Regions from separate parts of the Oryctolagus cuniculus genome. Here region 1 is linked to region 2. Evidence: chromatin contacts called from public Hi-C data. All regions are on one chromosome and are shown on one strand. The core of a region is the stretch at or near the end of the contact, and the rest is flanking DNA. Distances in the headings are between cores, read along the strand shown. Region 1 overlaps PTPRM (protein tyrosine phosphatase receptor type M). Region 2 holds the start of PTPRM (protein tyrosine phosphatase receptor type M).

What was found. A called contact is a pair of places that touch in the nucleus more often than the background predicts.
Region 1: a contact with region 2 is called in a Hi-C map of psoas muscle, with 1.6 times the contacts expected there. The contact joins the enhancer-like site here to the promoter of PTPRM in region 2. A contact is called at or near these places in 2 of 6 Hi-C or Micro-C datasets (psoas muscle and skin fibroblasts).

What each region holds. Positions count from the first base shown.
Region 1 is chr10:64,737,212-64,743,533 of mOryCun1.1, reverse strand. All of the region lies in intron 1 of PTPRM (protein tyrosine phosphatase receptor type M), which reads right to left. Among named protein-coding and RNA genes, the nearest start is that of PTPRM, 43 kb to the right of the region's middle. Within about 2 kb of position 1,968, at least 1 of the 8 cell types and tissues checked has an H3K27ac peak or open chromatin away from gene starts, as enhancers often do.
Region 2 is chr10:64,695,773-64,702,302 of mOryCun1.1, reverse strand. It overlaps PTPRM (protein tyrosine phosphatase receptor type M), which reads right to left and starts at 5,045. Exons shown (of 32, transcript XM_051852140.2): 1 at 4,563-5,045. The coding sequence starts at 4,632.

The sequences.
Region 1 (6,322 bases), core at 719-3,218, 44 kb before region 2:
GTGGAGGAGCACCATCAGCAGTGAGGAGGGGATTAGGTGGAATGGTTGTCAGTTTCACGTACATACGTTTCCTCAAGCAAATTTCCATATAAAATTGCTTGAGAATAGAGCTTCCCTTAAAAAAAAAAAAAAGGAAGGAACAGTTTCTGTAATCCACTGCTATCCCATGCCCACATTCTATGGACAAGAATCCAGGATTCTCTGAAAGAAGACATGACACCCCAAGATACCAGGCAGCCAGCGGCAGCAGGTGTAAGCAATCACCCAGGGCTGCTCCCCACAAATACGCTCTGCAGAAAAGACCAGCCATGCTACCATCCCTGCGAAACCCATGGCTGGTAACTGAACTGAGAACTCCATCTCCTCACTTAGACCCACCAGCGCACAGAACGAACATGAAGGCAAGATTCACCATGGTGCTAGAAGATCAAGATCTCAGAAGAAAGAAAGAGGGCTGGGCAGAAAAACCTCAGGCACGTTCATTAAGGACCACAGAAGTATTTTTAGCTTTCAGTGACATTAGCTAGAAAGTATACACTAGGAAGAACTGAACAAGTATGCGTAATCATTTAATAATAGCATACACATACTCTGGGGAAGACAAGGAGAATTATGAAGGCCATCCCACACTGCTACCCCTGACATCTGCCTCTCTCTGGCCTCTCTGATGATCTGACCTCATGGGGAGCTCAGGGACTGATCTACACTTGCAGTTTTCCAGATGTTTCTGGTTCGTGCATCTAACTGGGAGAGGCTACTCTTTGCTCAGCCCCTGTGCCCCAGAGAATTCTTCTAAAGTTCTCTAGGCTATTTGGGAGCAGACAGTCCTCCTGTGACTTCAGTTCTTCACCTCCCTTCAAGACACATGAGGACAGGTTAACGGGGTTGCTCCAGCTCAGCCCCAGTCAGCATGGCTCAAGAATGGAAGACCCAATAATGGAAACAGCCTCCTCATGGGGAAAAAAAATCACTCCTCTATCCCTAGGATCAAGGGGTTAAATGACAATCCAAAAGAAATCTGTACCCTACAGACACCCACACAGCAACTGCGCTCAACTTCTCGGGGCTGAAAGAGAGCCAGGTGCTTCCCAGTCTCATTTCAGAGACTCTTCAGAAGCTCATTGACATGAATTCCAGAGATTAATGTAGAACTTCAAGGGAAAAACAATCAGATAATTAATACGGTAATTTCTTAATACAATCTCACGCAGTAGCAGGACTATCTTTCCCTTGGAACTTGGAGAATTATTCCTAAGAATGGGATGTAAAACGTTAGTCAAAGCCTTCCCTGGCCAGGACAAGCTCACTTTAAATCATTGTAGTATCAGGAGTGTGCAAAGGCATACTTGCCCAACACAGAATTTCAACCAGGAAACATTATCCTTTGTACCCCCCCCCCAGACTACCCACACCCTCCTTTCCCCAGCATCTCAATATTCTCATAGTATTTCCAACCTGTGGTCTCTAAAAAAGAACTTGAGGAAAAACAGGTTGCATGTTCCTTTGATTGATCAGTCAACGTGACGCTACTCCAAGGAGCCCTTGCCTTTCCAGTGTCTTCTCTAACTACAGACTGGAGGTAGGGCAGGTAGGAGGGCTCTTTCAAAAGTTCATGGAAATGCACGCAATAAAAAACCATATGTGGATTTAAGTTTTCACTCACTACTGCAACAGGTGGGAGAGAGCAGGAGGATCCTATGCCCCTAAAAGGCCATCACACAGGCAGCTGGTAAGGCTGGACCACAATACCCTATCCCTGAGCTGCTTCCCCAGCCCCTAACTCCACATCACTGGGGATCAAATATCAGACAGTGGGACTGAAAGTAATCATGTGCAGTGTGGGGGCTTTGATACATGTGGAGAGGATGATTAGGGCTCTGTGGAAGGCAGAGCACACTTACCTACAGCCTCCAGGGTTCTTATTTTAGGAAACCTGACATCTTAACACCCAGCAGGCAGCCGCAACATGAAACTGAACAACCCAGAGTATGTCACAGACAAGGCCCCAGCACTGTCCTCTTCCAGACCAAGCTGGCACAGAGAACCCTTCCTTTGAAAGTCATGGATCAGAATTGTATTGAATTGCTGGTATTTCACAAATATCACTATTTGTGAGGCACAGAGAGGTTAAGAAATTTATCCAAGATCATATCAAAAGTCATGCAATCAAGATTTGAAGCTAGGGGCCAGCATTGTGTCACAGCAGGTTAAGCTGCCACTTGGGACCCCAGCATCCCATAGTAGAGCGCTGGTTTGAGTTCTGGTTGTTCCACTTCCAATCTAGCTTCCAGGCTAATGCACCTGGCAAGCCAGCAGAGAGGATGGTCCCAGCTTTAGGGCCCCTGCCATTCATGTGGGAGATTTGGATGGAGTTCCTGGCTCATGGCTTTGTCCTAGCCCAGACCAGGTTTCTGCAGCCATCTGGAGAGTGAGCCAGAGGACTGAAGATCTCTTTCTCTATGTGTCTCCCTCTCTCTCTTTTGCTCTTCCTTTCAAATAGATAAGTAATTCTTTAAAAAAGTAATTTTTTAAAGGATTCAAAGCCAGAGATCTGGCTCCTGACTACAAGCTCTGGTGTACACTGGGACAAAGTTGCCCCTCCACACACACACACAGAGGAGACACACAAAGCACCGCTGAGCACATCAATGATCCTCCCCTCCCCGACTTCATGAACAGTGTTGTCCACACGCTATGAGCACAGAAAGGAAACATCAAGTGGCTGCAGGGAGACTTCCTGTAGTAAATCCTTTGCAAATGCCTCCATTCCATTCCATTCCGTGCAGCTCCAAATCTCAGTTTCTGCACTGTTAAAAGGGTGATAAAGGGTATCTCCCTTTCAGAGCAAGTGTGAATGTTTAATGAAGTAACATCTGCAACAGTGCCCAAGGGCCTGGCACACACACAGTACTGAATGAAAGTTTCTTCTCCCAGAGCAGCGGCCCCAGGAGCAACCCCAGTGAGACAGACATCTCCTCTTTCTGGAACTGTGCAGATCCAAAGGGTCCCTCAACTCACTGGTGTTCAGGGATCTAGGAGTGGCAATCTCTTGATTCTCCAGCTTTCAACCATTAGCTCGAAGAGACTGCCCCCAAACACCCAGCGCAGGCCACAAGATCCCCCAGGATTTTCAACATGGTCTGTATTCTATCCAGAAGGAGGGTGGACAGCAGGTAGGAGGGCTCTTTCAAAAGTTCATGGAAATGCATGCAATAAAAAACCATATTGGATTTCAAAATTTTTTGCACTAAAATAAACTTATCTTCCAATTCCCTTTTCCACAAACTTTCTTAAGCACCCTCTTACAGAGCTGCCAGCCCCAACTTCAGTGGCAGGAATGATTCAGGCACCTTCCTCTCCTCTACTCTGCCCAGGGCAGAGTGCAGATGGACGGAACAGCTACTTAGAAGGGTATTCACAGAGCTTCCTGCCTTCCTAATTCTCACACCATGCTCATGCTCACTTCCAAAAACACCACACCGGTTCCAAACTGGTGCCATTTGGTCTGTAAAGCCTTATCTCAGGATGAGAGCCAGGACCCTCCTATACCAACTCTCAGTCTGTACCCAAGAAGGCAAAAGGGATGTTGCCTTGAAGAACTGGACCACTAGGGCCAGGCTGGCAACACTAGAGACTCCACCCCAGCCATTACTACAAACTTCAGGCTGCAGTAAGAGCCTGCAGTTCAGGCCCTCAACAAAATGGAAATTATCCAGGACAGCAACGGCATGAGCAAGGTGTACGTGCGTCATGTCAACCCACTCCATACAACTGAAACTCTGCAGAGCAACCAAGGGATTAATCCTTAAAATAACTGAGTTGAAAAGTCAAGTTGTTATGTGCCTTGCCTTCCTTGTATATCTACAGGGAAAACAATGTCTGCGTGCTATGACCAAGAATGTCTTTTCTTTCCTAAAACCCATTGACATGAAGCATGTTACCAAAGAGTGGAGGAAGGGGGATGTTATTGATGATTTCTAAAGTAAGAAATGATAGAGTGGTAAACACAGCTAATTTCTAAGACTTTATCACTGCAACTTTACAACAGCACTGCCCTCCTGCGCCTGGCTATTTATTAATATTCTAGTGTGTAACACCGACTTGGTTGCTCACATTAAAAATTCAGCCATGTAACTTGGGAAGTTTTTTTCACTCTTCGAATGGTACCAAAGTGTCACCACCAAAAGAGAAAAGCCTAAACTCTATTTGGGGGGACTATGACAGGTTTAATGTGATGTAAATTGAAAATTACTGTGTCTGACTACTGAAAAATATGAGTATCAGAACTGTTTTATCATTGCATACAAAACCAAATGAGAAGAACCAGCCATGTCCCCACTGGCTGAAGCAACGCTGGCTTCTGTGCTCATCCCGCATTTCCACGGACAGAGGTGACAGTGACACCAGGTGCACCAGGGCACCTCTGGACGTCTTTCAGGCACCACTGTGCATTTCACAGGATGATAACAGCAAAATTGACTCTAAAATCTGCTTGCTTTTCTCTTCCTGATACATGCTTTCCTCCCATAGTCATAGCTTTGGCATCAGCACCAGCACTGAACATTCCTGAAACAAGCACCACTTGCAAATTTCTCCATGCATCCCCTACAGGGCCTACTTCAGACTCATCTGAAATGAATGAGTATTTCCAGGTGTTATCACTTAATGCTGGGATTCCATGGGATTTCCCACACCAGAGAGGCTCAATTTTCTGGAGTTTAGCATAGTTTCCACATGAATCAAATTTTTGATGTAGTTTTACAACCAAGCAGTAGTTATGTCCAAACCCATCACAAACACCCAGCCCTACCTTCTGCATCTGGCATGTGGCCAAGTAGCCACCGTGCCTCACTCTTAACCCTCCGGATCCTAAATCTGTCTCCTGAGATCCCAAATTTAGCATGAAGCCTTCCGCGGCATAAAAGGAACTGGAACAACACATTTGCTACCTGGATTATTTTTCAGTCTCCCAGAGAGAGACAGCACAAGACTATTTCAGTAAATACCAAAAGAACAAATGGATCAGGTTCAATTCCTGGTAACAGGACCGATCAAAGCATCAACTGAAAATCCTTTATTGTATGAGGGAATAACAAGCAAACAAACAAGTCAGATGTAATGAGATTATTTCATAAATGCATGTATTGGGGACAGGCAAGAGATGCCTGCATCCCATACTGAGCGTCTAGGTTAGATTCCAAACTCCATCTCCCAATTCCAATTTCTTTCTAATGCATATCATAGGAGGCAGCAATTCTGACTCAGTAGTTGGGTCCCTGCAACCCACGTGGGAGACCTGGACTAAGTTCCTGGTTCCCAGCCATTGTGGGCATTTGGCCCAGCAATGGGATCTCTCGCTCTCACTCTCTCTCTTTCTCTCTTGCTTGTCACTTGCTTTCTCTGTCTCTCTCCAATAGGTAAATCTTATTTTTTTTTTCAAAATGCTTTTAAGTACTTATGCTTGCATCAGAAGTCTATAAGGCAGCTGACCACCCCTATATAAAGGATGGGGGAGCAGGGGAGACACCAGCCCCTGATGTAACTGCAAAATGAAGACAGCAAGTGACATCTAAAAACCCACTGAAAGTCTGTTTTGGCCCAAGCACTTGTGTGCTGCAGAGCCAGAGTGCCACACATCAGCAGAATCAACGCCAATGCTCCATTGTAAAGTATAGGCTTAGTAGCCTCCATAGGCTACTGCGTGGTCCACAGCAAGATCCTCAAAAGATTAAATCATTCCTTCTGAACCAGGAATGCAAGAAGTTTGTCTATTTTAAAGCCAAAGCTACCTACTGGCACATACAGAAATGACGCTGGAGAAAAAGAGAATCAGCAGGCCTCAGATACTATTGACAGCAAAGCAGAGAGGCAGAGAGAAATGGGAGGCCCTGTCACTTAGGGCCAGCCACAGAGCTCTCCTTGTGGGCAACGTCTGGCTTCACACAATTCCTGCAGACTCCAGCCCAGGTTAGCAGGAAGAGCTGACGGTAGAGAGCAAAACGCTAACAGGCCAGGCCCCTAGGCAACTGTTCACTTAACACCAAAATCAAACATGCTTCGTAAATGCTTCAAAGCACAGCGCCCCAGAATTTCAAGAAGAGACTTTCCTGGGGGTTTGAGATGAATCTCAACTAAGTACATTCTATAGCTAAGGAAACCTCTAATTGCTGCTCTGCCATAAATTTAAAGGATAGTGTGAACAAAGATTATAAAAGTGGTTCCAGCAAAATTGTCCTTACACATTCTCACAGCTTTCTCTAACAAACAAATTATCACAAACTTTCTGGCTTAAAGCAATGGAGATCTTTGTCACAGTTATGGA
Region 2 (6,530 bases), core at 3,796-6,295:
GGAAGACCTTTCTCTCTGTCTCTGTCTCTCACTGTCTGTAACTCTACCTGTCAAATAAATAAATAAATAAATCTTAAAAAAAAAAAAGAAAAAGAAAAATGTTGGACAAGTGTAAGATTGATTAAAACGCCCATCCCACTAACTAAGCAACCTGTTATAGGATATAAAGATAATACATACTCATTCTAGTAGACTTAATGGGATGTAAAACGTAAACTGAAAGGAAATAAAACTTAACCTAAACACAGTTCCACTATCAAAATAGGTATATACAACCTAACGATTCCTACAATGTATTACACTGTACCAAAAAAAAAAAAAAAAAAAAAAAAAAAAAAAAAAAAAAAAAACAAGTAAAGCCACTGACTGGCTTTTATACAAGTGCCCCAGAAATACTTACATCCTAAACCTAACTTTTCCCAAATCCAAAGGCATGCTTCTTTGATACAAGGTTTACATAATCTGAAGTCATCATTTAAATTGCTTGTTCATTAAGGAAAGCTCATTTAGGATTACTCGAGATACAAACACACTTATCCATATATCACAGTATGTCAGTAGCTTTTTTTCTGGAAACTGTAAAATAACCCTTAGAAAGCATGAGACACTAAAACCTATAATTTTCCAGATCAGATCAATTTATTCTGCTCAAGCAATTCTTTACATACACATAACACTAAGAATGTGATAGTAATCTCTTAGCATATTTTCCTTCATGCTCACTGATCTAAACTTAAAATATTTTCTTCATATCAATTATCTCCTGAAAGCATTACAAAAATGTAAAATGTCATGAGTATAGTTATCTGAAAAAGAATAAACAAACTGCTAAACAAATCTATTCCCACTCAGTAAGGAATTCTTGAAAAGTTCCTCTTTTAAGCAGAAGAACTTCAAAAACAGCACAATGAGTTCAAGCACACCCTTTAACTGGCTCTCCTAATGGTTAACACCTTACCTAATCAGAACTGAATTATCAAAACTAAGAAACCCATGTTGGCACAATACCATAAACCGAAGCCTTTGTGCAGAGTTCACACAGCTTCACAAAGACTATTCCTCACAAGACCATTTTGAAAAATAAATCTCGCCAAGAGTCCCAAATCCACACTTCTATGTTAAGGTTTAATCTCTTCCAAACACTGTAGTTAAAACAAAGAGCCAAATCTGTTATTTCTATTTCTGCAAACCAAAACTTAATAGAATTTAACACATCAGTCTTGTCAAAACGCAGAACTAAACACGTGCTTATATAATATATATTAAAACTTGGCTTTTGAGAAACTGGGTCACAGAAGAGTAACTTGCCAATTCATGGGCTTCTCACCGTGGAAAAGACAATTTTAAGCAAAACTAAAATGATTTAACTTTCTTCTTCATGTCTTACTTTTATTCCTTTTACAAAAACCTACTTTTCCCCCTATTTTTATTTGAAAGGTAGAGAAACAGAGACAGAGAGATCTTCCATCTGCTGATTCACTTCCCAAATGACAGCAACAGCCAGAACCAGGCCAGAGCCAGAAGCCCAGGACTCAATGCAGGTGTCTAAAAACACTTGAGCCATCACCTTCTGCATTAACAGGAAGCTAGGAAAAGGAGCTGGGACTCAGACCCAGGCACTCTGATGTAGGATTCGGGCCTTCAAAGTGAGGCTTTAACCACTGTACCAAACAGCCACCCCATCAGCTGCCCTATTTTATGAACATCAAAAGCCTTGAACGACACAAAGTGAACCTCCACTATTTAGCCTAACAAATTAGAAATTTGAAAGTTGGAAAGCAATTGTTTAAGAAAATGTCCACAATACGTAAATAAAGTTCCCCGTGGGGTCCTAATTCTTTTCTCTGCCAGTAAGCTGAGCACTCTCTTTCCAATGTCTCGTATCTGCATGATGTGCAGTCCACCTCCAGAAATGCTTGATGAACTACCTTAATTCCAAGCCCACTCCAAAAGACAGCATAGGAGAGCAGGGCAGAACAGGAACAGCAGTCTGACGTATATATCTGAGCTACACAAAGAACCTCCACTCATGACTCGAACCCTCAGGATCGAGTGCACTGGGTGGAAACTGCAAGCCAAGTCTAACTTTTAAAAACCATTCCTATCCCTCTCTTTCATGCCACTCAGTTCACTCACAGTTTGAAAGTTTACAAATGATGAAGATGTACATTACATTTCATTCAACAGTTAAGTGCCTGTTAGATCTAAACTTCTAAGTTACATATTTTATGAAGACTCAAAAGGAAAAAATTTTCTTACTTTACCCTCAAGGAACTTACCATCTAATCCCTCTCTATGTGCAATTTATTCTCCTATGAGGTGAAAAGCAGCCGATTATTGCAATTGTTGGAAGAATCATAAAAAGAAATATATTTCAATGTCACTCAAAGCATCAGAATTAACTTTCCCAATATCAAAAAAAAAAAACTACCACTATAAAACATTAAATGCTTCATACTTGTACTGCCTAAAATGCAAAGTGGAAAAAAAGTAAACACAACAAACTGCAAAATATCCAATCCTTGCACACATGAAATTTGCAACTTTAAATTTTTAGAATTTCAACATTTCTAAGCAATCGCTTGGATACGGCCCTCCATTTCCCCTTTACCCACTAACACACCAGGGCAACTCTGGCTCTCCAACAGAAAAGAAAACACACTTCTTCAGCGAATGGTATGGTAACTCAAACAAATAGATTCCTTCCGAAAGAAAAAAGTATGCTGAATTTTAGCAAACACGTATTTTAGTCTTCTTCTAGATCACTTCAATCAGCCTTAACAAGAAGAGCATGAGCCGGTACTACCCAGGCTGAAATCCTTTTCGGTAATGAGGGACCCCTAGTTTAAATAAACTACGTAAATATTTGTTTCTGCCTCCTTGCACACAATTTTAAAACCCGTCACAACAATGTCTGCCGTAGTTTAAACAAATCTCAAGCAGGGAGTCATGGAGCTGATTAAAGCGAAACCCATCACGAAGGCCCCAATACTCGACTTCTCATACTAATAAGTTACAAGGCTCCCAAACTGGCGAACGCTGGCTACTCCATTATTCACTAGTAAGCACGCAGACCAAAAGCTGCATCAATTTTTATAGCAGTCAGCAGTGCATCCTCACGCTAAATGCTCTGAGCACGTGCAGATACAAGACAGTTCAGCAAACAGGAAACTTGGGGACAGGGTATCTATTGAAGTTGACGGTTTGGGTTTCAAACCCCAGAGCAATCGCTAACTTCAATTTCCATCTCCTCCCTGCGGCCAACTATGGTCAAGGGTCCCGCAGCTCAGCAAGGCTCCGTGGAGCACCCCCCCAACCCCGCCTCTGTGTACAGCCAACAATCCTCGGCTCCAGGAAAGTAAGAATTTTTATTTCCATGCGTCAGAGGGCCAAACGTCTCTAACGTGTGAAATATGCTCTTTAGGTTAACGAAAGTCTTCTTCGCCAATCTGCTTTCTTTTAAAGAGCCCAACTTATGCCTCTCGAATCAACACAGAAGCCTGTGTTGCAACCCAAGCTTCCGGCCAAGCGGAGATTTTCTTTGTTTTATTAAAAACTTAGTCCACCGCCTTCACTGTAAATACTTTAATTAACCTGATAAACAAGAAAGCGTGCGACCGCTGCCAGCGCTCGCCATCCACCCACGTGTGTTCCCCCACTCCCCCACCCCACGGGTGCTGAAGGCGATCCCGGAGGTAAACCCCGCGACACCAGCCGGGACCCGGTGCACAGGTGCTCTCCACCCGCGGCCCGCAGCGCCCCGGGAGCACCAGTCGGCGCACGCAGGCTTACGCGCGCACCGCCAGTCCACACCTTCCCAGCTAGGGCCCCGGGCCGCTGGACTGGGTCAACAAGTGCCACTGGCCTTGGCGCTCCGCTAGGGGGCCGGGGGCGGGGAGAGGGGCCTGGCCGGGCGCAGGGGCCTGGCGGCCGGCTGCTTCCTCCGTGGCTACCCGGTGCTACCGCGGGGACCGGCGAGAAACGCCCCGTCTGCACTCTGCGGAGGCAGCGCAGGGCGCCGGGGACCTGCCGAGGTCTCCAGCCGCGCAGTACGGAGGGGCGACAGGGAGGGCAGGGCACTGGGAGACAGCCGCTGGCTGCGCTGCCGCCAGCTCTGGGCGATCGCCGCGGGCGCAGCTGGGCACGGCGGCCCCAGTCGGGCCGCTACTTGGGGTCGCGGGGGACCGTGCAGCGCCCACGTCCGGCGGCTGCGGCTGGGAACTTCACGCAAAGTTTTTTGCCTGTTCCTTTCGGAGCCGGCCCGGGAATTGGAGTGGCAGCTGCCCAACCTCAAGCCCGAGCCCAGGCCGCGGAGGGACCCGGCCGAGCTTGGATCCCGACTCGGGGCTCGTCTGCTCCTCCTGCCCGAGTGCTTGGCGCCCGCCCTCCTCTCCGGCCACTCGCCCAGCGCCCGGCTACCGGGCAGGCGCAGCGCCCTGCTCGCTGTGCCCCCTGCCTGTTCCCCGATGCCCGCCTCGGCTCTGCCGCTCGGGAACTGCAGGCGTCCCCGGCGTCGGTTCCCGCCTGGGCGCTCCAGGCGCAGCAGAGGCGTCCCCGCTTACCTGAAAACGTGTCCCCCGCTGCAGTTAGCAAAAGTCCGGCCAAAGTCGCCAGGCAAGTCCCAAGTCTCATGGTGCTGAGTGCGCGCCGGGCCGCTCCCCGGCGGCGGAAGGGAGACGGCAGCTTTGGCTCCACGGCAGCGAAGAGAGAAGGGGAAACAGCCAGACACAGAGCCAGCCCCGCAAAGTGCCAACAGTTGCACAAGTCCGAACTCCGGCCGCTCCCGGGCTGCGGGGACAGGAGGTCCCGGGTCCTCCTCCCCTGCCGCTGGCCCCACTGGGCGCCTGGCGCCGCTGCGAGAGGCAGCGGAGGGCGCGCCCGCGGAGCCAAAATCCTCTCTCGGTTCCGGCGACTACACCCGCCGCCTCTCTTCTTCCCCTGCTCGGGACCCGAGCCGCCGGCGCCGGCCGTGGCGTGGCCGTGGCCGTGGCCGCGCGCGTCCTGCCCGCCGCCTCTGCTCAGGCAGCCGCGAGCCCAGCCCCAGGCGGCGGCGCGCCAATGGCCGAGCCCGCGCCGGCTGCGCGCGGGGCTCTTGCTCCCCGACTGACTGGCGGCGCCCCGCAGGCCGGCTGAAGGGAGCGCCCACGTCACGGCCACCCGGCGCCGCCGCGGCCCGCTAGAGGGCGTGAGCTCGCGCGCCCTCGCCGGCCTGCGCCCCGGCAAGAGCTGCCTTGGCACCTCCGGGAGCTTGGGGAGGGGCGGCCCCGCGGCCACCGCCACCGCCGCGGGCGTGACCCGCGCGAGAAGGAGCGGCCGCACGGTTGCCACCCTCTGCCCGTCCGCGCCACAGCCGCGTCTTCTCTTTGAGTGACTGGCTTTGGCGAGGGTGGCTGTGGAAGAGGGGCTGCGCCTCCGTCAGAAGTTTGTCCCGGGTCACGAGCCGCCAGTAGTTAGAGCGGGCGGCGGGGCGGGCCCAGCGGCCTGCAGCCCCTGGGGCGCGGCCAGGCGGCCCGGTCTCCGCCGCCTGGCGCCGGAGCGCTGTCACGGAACACGGCCGGCTGCACCCGGACTCGCCGGGCCGTGCTTCCTCCACTCCCGCGGCTGCGGGAGAGGCGGGCCAGGCGAATGCTGAGGCTCCGAAGGGCTGCGGGGCTTCTCGGCGCTGCGCGGGCGGAGCGAAGTTGGCGGGCGCCGGGAGAAGGAGCGGGAACCGCGAGCGCCAGCCAGCCTGCGCGCGGCCGGCCCCGCGGGATAGACCGGCGGCAGTTCCCGAGCCCCTGCAACCGGGACGCCCGGCGCGCTTCTGCCGCTCATGGTGCCTCGGCGAGCAGCGCTCGGAAAGCGGCGGTGGCACAGGAGCGAGGGGTTTGGACTTGTCCCAGGATCGCCGTTATCTGGTGCAGCGTGCTTGGGGGACTGGGAAAGAAGAGAGGTAGGAGTGGATCAAATACTCTGCAAGTATCTTGATTTGACATCTGGATCTGCGGTAACACTTTGAGTGAATGAATGAAATAGTTTTCAGCGCTTCAATAAAATTTTACATTTTAAGTGTAACGGTTTTTCAAATGCCCCCCCCCCCCCAATCTCACTTCGGAATACGCACCAGACAGCCTTAGGCTCCTGGCCTAGCTTACTGCGTGCCACGGAAGACTTGGGGGAGATGGATGAGAAGAAACCGGAGTAACTGCCTCTCACGGTGTTCTGGCGGTGAAACTGGCGAGGAGACAGGGCCTCGACAACAGGGTTCCCGCAGCTCTCCCGTAGGAGAGAGCCCCCTGCCCAGCCCACCGCTGCTGCCCAGTGCTTGTAGATACCTGAGAAGCCGGTAGTCCCCGAGCTCATCTTGACCCAGTCCCCTGCAGGGCCCCAGGACGAGCAGACCTGTCACCCCCACCCAGGAGCCCATCTGGGGACTCAAGGTCTGTGGCCCGTGGTATTGCAAGCAATACTCCTCTTCTTCAGGAATTCCACTTACTGGATCCTTATCTGACCTCGAGCTTAAAAGTCTGTATTAATCATTTGCTTCTTGA